2 separate regions of the Mus musculus genome follow, and region 2 is linked to region 1. A link is a contact called in public HiChIP or PLAC-seq data. All regions are on one chromosome and are shown on one strand. The core of a region is the stretch at or near the end of the contact, and the rest is flanking DNA. Distances in the headings are between cores, read along the strand shown.

Evidence for each region. HiChIP or PLAC-seq counts read pairs in DNA pulled down with a chosen protein or histone mark.
Region 2: a contact with region 1 is called in an H3K27ac HiChIP or PLAC-seq map of large pre-B cells, with 2.2 times the contacts expected there. The contact joins two enhancer-like sites. A contact is called at or near these places in 7 of 39 promoter capture datasets (the C10 cell line, cranial neural crest, embryonic stem cells and 4 more) and 4 of 115 datasets of contacts at active chromatin or transcription factors (cardiomyocytes, embryonic basal ganglia, embryonic stem cells and 1 more).

Annotation. Positions count from the first base shown.
Region 1 is chr1:152,816,236-152,819,919 of GRCm38.p6, reverse strand. It overlaps Ncf2 (neutrophil cytosolic factor 2), which reads right to left. Exons shown (of 16, transcript NM_010877.5): 4 at 2,821-2,929. Among named protein-coding and RNA genes, the nearest start is that of Ncf2, 18 kb to the right of the region's middle. Within about 2 kb of position 1,864, at least 99 of the 459 cell types and tissues checked have an H3K27ac peak or open chromatin away from gene starts, as enhancers often do. A contact at or near this core is called in pre-B cells and trophoblast stem cells, where this site is marked.
Region 2 is chr1:153,307,368-153,310,906 of GRCm38.p6, reverse strand. The region is part of intron 1 of Lamc1 (laminin, gamma 1); the gene reads left to right. Among named protein-coding and RNA genes, the nearest start is that of Lamc1, 24 kb to the left of the region's middle. Within about 2 kb of position 1,741, at least 163 of the 459 cell types and tissues checked have an H3K27ac peak or open chromatin away from gene starts, as enhancers often do. A contact at or near this core is called in pre-B cells and trophoblast stem cells, where this site is marked.

The DNA.
Region 1 (3,684 bases), core at 615-3,114:
GGACTTCCGGAGTTTTAATTTTGATTTTTTTTCCCCCACACTATTGACACACTGCAAAACCCTCTTGCAATTTGGTTGGTGTCATAGAGCCTTGCCTCCTACTCTGCATGCAAGCACAAAGGAAAGCAAGTGGCTCTCTGTAGGAGGCGAGAAGGTTGGTGTGGCATGTGGGGGCGGGAGGTGTCTCTGCCACCACCACGACCAGCAGAATAAAAATCCACGGGTGACAAGAAGGCAGTTTAGTTCAGCACGACTAAGTAGCTGGTGTTGGTGCAAACTTTGAGAGTCTGACCCTGAGTAGTTTATTTCAGGAATATTTAAGCACAGCACAGTTTGGTGGAAACTTAGTCCTATGTGCACAATAAAGCATAAAGTAAGCTAAGTAAAGATTGGGGGTGACTACATAGGAACTCTAGAGGACATGAGACATCTTTCATAGAGATGGGTTCTGAGCGAGCTGGGTGGTAGTGCATGCCTTTAGTCCAGCACTTGGGAGGCAAGGGCAGTGAATTTCTGAGTTCAAGGCTAGCCTAGTCTACAGGGTGAGTTCCAGGATAGCCAAGGCTACACAGAAAAAAAAAATCTGTCACAAAACAAAAGAAAGAAAGAAAGAAAGAAAGAAAGAAAGAAAGAAAGAAAGAAAGGAAGGAAGGAAAGATGGGTTCTAAAGATTGGCTGAGAAAAACAAGCTTATGGTGGGAAACCAAGTGTGGTCTGGGCACAAAGCACACAAAGGTCACCAGGCGATTAAAGGGTCACACCCACCCCAGCCTTCTGGGTTGATATCAGGTTAGACACCCCTACCTTTGAAGGAACAACACTGTGTTTAACATCCCGGGTTTCCCTACTGCTTGTCTGTGAGCACACGGGTACAACACACTGGTGTGCTGTGTCAGAAAGCAATGATGCACGTGGGGTAGGTGTGTCAAACACATTTTTGACTTATAATAACTTTCTCCTTTTTTTTGTTTTTTTGTTTTGTTTTGTTTTTTGTTTTTTTTGTTTTTGTTTTTGTTTTTTTTCGAGACAGGGTTTCTCTGTGTAGCCCTGGCTGTCCTGGAACTCACTTTGTAGACCAGGCTGGCCTCGAACTCAGAAATCCGCCTGACTCTGCCTCCCGAGTGCTGAGATTAAAGGCGCGCACCACCTTGCCTGGCAACTTTCTCCTTATTGAGGAGCCACTGAGGATGTGGCTCATATATGGACAGAACTTGTCATCATAAGTTGAGAAGCATGTGGCACAAACTTGGCTGCCCGTTACTATTTACTACAGGTGACAGAAAAGAGACCACAACAAGCTTTAACATTTTCTTATTTTCTTTCTCAGTTGCCTTCTCTTAAGGCCTTTCCCCATAACCACTTTTTTTGACTAGAAGGACCTCGGGACTCCTCCACAGAATGGCTTAAGTAGGGAAATGCCTAGTTTCTTGACCCCTGGGTCATTTTGACCCTAACAACAGGGAAAACGTCTTCCTGTGAAGGACTTGCTTGGTACCACAAGGCCCACTTCCTTGTCTAGCGCTGCCTGCTCACCGCCTTCATACCTGTAAGTGACAAGCGGCCCTCGGCAGGGTGAGTGACAGTTTGGGGACCATTTTGATCATGGCAAGGTGAGGTGGGAAGCTCCTGGCCATCTAGAGGAGAGAGGCCAGAGATGGAGCCAAAAATCCCACCAGGCACAGGGCAGGCCCTGTAACAAAGCGTTTGCTTCAACTTATGGAGGGAGATAACCCCTGTCCTCAGGGAACCAGCCTCAGGCCAGCCAATTCCCAAAGCAAATGCAAGTCTTCCCTTGTGAGCAATGGCGTAGCTGTGTGCCTGCCACAGAGCAGGACGGGCCATGGGCCACGCGTCCCCAGGGACTCAGGCAGAGAGAGAATCTATTTTTACTAGCATCTCTAAGCAACCGTGGGAACGCTTCACTTCTCGTGCCTGAGAAACCGAAGCAAAAGAAGACGTTTGTTCAGCATGCTTCTAAATAAAGGTCACCGACATTTCCAGGGGGTTTTTGTTTTTAAAGCTGGCAGTGTATATTTGGAAGTTTGATAGGGAAGGTTATTTGTGGAAGAAAAGTTCATAAACTCACAAGTCAAAGCCAGCCATGCCTGTCCTTTTTAGTAATAGTGGGAAGAAGTTGTCCTTGTTTGGAGAACTTCACCTCTCTGTGTACTTAGTGCGTTTCTTCCACAGACCTGTACCAGACAGCCCACAGTCTCTCTTCCAGTGTTAATCAAGTACCTAGGCGGGTTACAGCAGGTTCCTCACAGTCAGAGAACCCATGATTTTGAACATGGCAGAGTAATGTTGAGGAAATAGCTTGTCATATGCAAATTGATGAGTAAAATATGCAAATTGCTGAGTAAAATATGCAAATTGCTGTGACTACTCTCCCAGGCCAGCACACACTCACTCCTGTCTGGTCTCCCTTCAAAGCACACAATGGGCTTATTTTTGCATTGGCTTTTGAGTCAGAAACTAAAAAAAAAAAAAAAAAAAAAAAAAAAAAAGTTTCCTCTCAGGTATCTAATGACTCTATAAGGAGTGCGAAATCATGAAATCTCCCTCCCCTTCTCTCTCCTTTCCTCCCCCCACACCCTCTCCCTTTCTTTCCTCCCTTTGTCAATGCTGGTGTCAGATCCTGGGCCTCAAGCATGCCATGCCGGGGAAAACACTTTTTCACCCCTAAGCTACACGCATCTCAGTGTTTTCTTAACAGACAGCATGCGGCTCGAGGCACAGAGATCACGTGACTTGGGCCAGCTGCTGTCACAACAGCTAGACCTTTGTGCTTCCCTCGCGGGCCATCCCTGCCCTCCTCACCTCACAGGCAAACAGCTTGAACTGCAGCCCCAGGATCTTGTAGTCTATCAGCTGGTTCCCACGAAGCTGCGTCAAGGCCTCTTTAAGGTCTTTGATAGCAAGGTCGTACCTGCAGGACAGGAGGAGAAGAGAGCTGGTCCCATGCAGGTCATGGAGAGAGAAATGCAGAGCCCACGTCAAGAAGCCCTCCTGCTCTGTTTGACCTTCTCCCTTTTCTCCAACCCTGAGCGCAAAGACTTTTACAGACTATGTATGACTTTTGCACACTGGGGCTAACCAGCACAGCTTGTGGGGACCTTCCGTCTATGACAGCAATGTAGATTATTCTTCTCTAAGTGTTGTATGCATAGTTCCCACCTTTCTGATGACCTGAGTGACCTTCAAACACAGCTCTCAGCCTCACTGGAGAGCTCCAAGCAGAACCACCCTGCTTCTCTCTGGAAGAGTCTCAAAGCAGTCCCCACCACCCTCGCTCAAGGACAGATCTGCCTGGCCACAGCTGCCAGGGGTTCCTCGTTACAGCTATAGCTGTGGGTACCATCCTCCTGCCTAGAGCCTGTTGTGTCTTCTGTTGAGTCCAGTTTGAGGTTTGTGGCCTCTTGCCCCCTCCACACAGTCTGGGGAAGAGGGAGACGTTATCTCAGGTCTGTAAAGAATGAGAAGGTAGGCTTCCTGGACCCCTGTCTGTAAGCACAGGCTGTGTGTGGCTGTCTGGTCCCCTGAAGCAAGGAGAGGGCAGGTGGAGGGTGCAGGTGTCCTGTTCTATGAGCAGATACAATTCCCACTGTGTTCCACAGCCTGTTTGGGAGCAGGGACAATCTCAGAGGGGACACTTTAAGTGTCATCAGCACTAACAGTACAATC
Region 2 (3,539 bases), core at 492-2,991, 490 kb before region 1:
ATTCTTAAATGTACCAACTCATTAGTATAAGATTGTGTCAAAGTGTTTTGCATCTAAAGTTTTCTTTCCATGTCTTTCTGGATCTTCCCTATTTCTTTTCCTGTAGAATGTTGCTTCATGGTTTTTGCCTTTATTGCTTGGTAGAATTCTGCAGGTACGTTGCTACTGATTCGTCATTAGCTCTGCATTATGTCTGAATGTGATTTGTCTTCTTATTTTTTCTACTTTTTTTTGATATTTTCTTTTTTAAATATCTGGTTTTTTACTATATGTATGAGTGTGTTGCTGGATTCGTGTCTGTGTACCACATGCGTACCTGGTGCCCTCGGAGGTCAGAAGAGGACAGCAGACTCCTTGGAATTAGAATTAAAAATGGAAATGATTCACCATGTGGGTGCTGGGAATCGAATCCAGGTCTTTTACAAGAGCAGCAAGTGCTCTTAATCACCAAGCCATCTATCTGTCCAGCCCTGTTGGGCGGTGTTTCTTAATTTCAGTATGACCATATTTATTAGTACATTCTTTGGCAGTCAGCCCTTCTGTGTCTTATGTAAGAAATCTTTGTTTCTTTTTAAGATCTAAGGTTTGGGTTTTCATTGTGTGCATTTTCCTTACTGGCGAGTGCAAGTCCTTTTCAGATGTATTCTATTTTAGAAAGATCTTAGTTATATTTAGGACTTTTTCTTCCGTGTAAATTCTAGAATGAGGTTTCTCAGAAACTTCTTTGCATCTTGATTTAATCCATACTGACTTGATGCCCATTTGGTTTGCGTTAACGTTCAGATATTATTGAGTTTGTCATAAACTTGTCATAATTTACATGTTTTTAAGTAATTCCAATAATGTTTTATAATTTCAACCTCAAGAGTCTTGTTTTTCTGTTGGATTCATTCCTGGGTTCTTTTTTATTGCTGACTTAATTTCAAAGTAAACCGTAATCCTTTGTAGCAGTGTGCAGAAAAGTGTAGCTTTTAAAATATGGGGCTTCAAGGGATTTGTTTAATTCTCTTCTTTTGATCATTTATCTTTAGATTCATTCAAGTTTTTTATGTAGACAGTCATCCATAAAAATAATAGTTTTATGTCTTCGTGCTAATCATATTCAGAACTGCGGATTCTGAAATCTTATTTATAATCTAAGTTTGGTACAAATAGTGATGAGGCTTATCAGGTGTCATGGCAGACACTGATCACAGCTGCTCGGAGAGATACAGGCAAAAGCATCAAGAATTCAAGGTCACCCTCAGATGGAGGGCTGCCTCTGCAGACAAGAGCAACAGAAAAGGAACAAGTGACAGAATTGTTGGGGCTGGGTACAGGCTTTCAGTCCCCACAGCATATGGTGTCTCTGAGTCGGATTCTAAGTTTTGGGGATAGGTAGGTCCATGTGTCATCCAGCTGTAGGTCCTGAGACGTTGCCAGTAGAGTATGCTACGGTCCCCTTAGGAACAGCTAGGGTATGAAACAGAGAAAGCAGTCCCATAAAGCAAAGAATTGCCCAAATTCCATTCAGCTTCAAGTTCTCACAAGATATTGTGCCATTAAAAACCAGAGTATAACTACCTGAGTCTAGAACATAACTTTGATACATAGACACACACACATATAACTTTTCTCAGATTTTATTATACATAATTTCCCATGACTTCACTACTCCGTGCACATGTGTGTGTGTGTGTGTGTGTGTGTGTGTGTGTCTGCCCACGCGCATGCACACGTGCGTGTATTAACTGAGGACTGAGTTACCCATGAGAACAGCTTCCTCTTCCTGCAGCATCTGGCTGTTGTTGCTTCAGCTGCACTCAGTATGCGCCAATCCATCTGTTTTTCTGCGATTCCCATGGAGACTGAATCTGTATAATTTGCATGTTCTTATTGTCTCTTTCTCCTAACATTTTTTTTTACTGGCATTTTTTAAGCCGAGGTCTGTGTCTTCCAGGATGGGGTGGGGAGCTCATTACATGTCGCCGGGTGGGTGAACCAGCTGACCCACTGAGAGGATTGGCAGCTTGCACCTTGATCTCTCAGAGTGAGCTGCTGCAAACCAAACCAAAGTGTGGCTTCCATGCACTCACCAAGCTTAGGAGGACAGGGTTGTACACTCTGAGTGTCCCTAACTCTCTCCCTACGAAAGCTTCGGCTATGCACAGCCCAGCTGCCAGCCGCTTTTCAGTCAGTGCCACAGGAAGCAGAATCAGCCAGCTAATCCTTTCCCAAGTTCCCGACTTGAGATGTTGTAAGATGCAGAAATGGTAGGCTGTGAACTTTAACTTGTACTGCCATAAGGGGCAGAAACAGTAAGTCTCTGGCGTTACTGGGCTGGAGAATCTGCCTTCGTTCCTTTCTGGAAGGGTTCCTTTCTGAACTTGTGGATTCCCTGGAGAAGTTGGACTTCTCTTTGGCTTCAGCTAGAGCGCTCCGGGAGAGGAGCCAGAGATGTCCCGAGGCTATGCATTTTTTTGTGTGTGTGTGAGAACTGTAGTTTGGCAGACATTTTAAAATGAGTTACCAGCCCAGGAATCTTGTGTCTGGGTGCTCAGGCTCCTTCCAGCTGGTATCCTCAACTGTCTACTGAGTGGTAGACAGGTGCAGGCTGAGTTTTGGCAGGGCTGTCACTGGGGACTGTAAGAGAGCAAGCTGTCTTCCTGTTCCTGGTATCTGTAGGTTCCTAGTGAAAACCCCTGCTTTCAGAACCAGCCCTGGCTTCCTGGTTGTTTCCCAGAGATTCTGCATTGAGACCCCGCCATCTTCCAGCATGTTCGTGTCCTTTGGCCTCTTCCTCCCCCCTCTTCTTCTTCTTCAGAGTCATGCCATTGGCTGGCCTCTGCCCCTCAGCACTCTTACTCATACTAAAAGTGCTCATTTCAGTTACCTTACCTTCTAATCCAGAGCGAGCATGCGCACCAACTGGCTCCTTTGGTGGGTGTCTCAGATTACTCCTTTAGCTGATGATAAGCAGCTTGAGAGCCGAGAAGGCCTAACCATTTGTAATTCCCAGTGGTGTTCATTAACTAATTTAGATTCTGTGACCTTTGCTGTGTTTACATTTTCGCCTCCAGACAGAACACAGTGTGTTTGGAGGGGTGATGCTCACAGAGGCTGGAACTCAAGGAATGATTGTCTTGATCTTGGGGTTTGCTAACACAAGCACAGGTGAAGGCCCCAAGAGGCCCACATAGTGATCACTCCATTGTTCCAGAGCTTGGCTCCGGTTTTCAGGGGTTCTGCTTCTTCGCCGGGAGGGCGAACACCAGCCGTGTCCAGATTTGTGTGTTTATATTTGGAGGATGAGAGTGCTGAAGTCCAGTTTCTCATTAGGGCTTCACGGCACAGTAAATGGAAAAGCCTGAGAAACTTGTAAGTCTGGATGTGTCTCCTCCTGCTGAGTTTTGTGGTGGCTGTCCCGAGTGTGTGCACTCTTGTGTCTCCTCTTGTCTCTCTAACTCACAAGTCCCAGCCCTCATGAACTCACTTCTGCTTTAATAACACGCCACTGTGTATCCTGTAGCCAAATCTAGTCACTGTCAATTTCTTTGGTA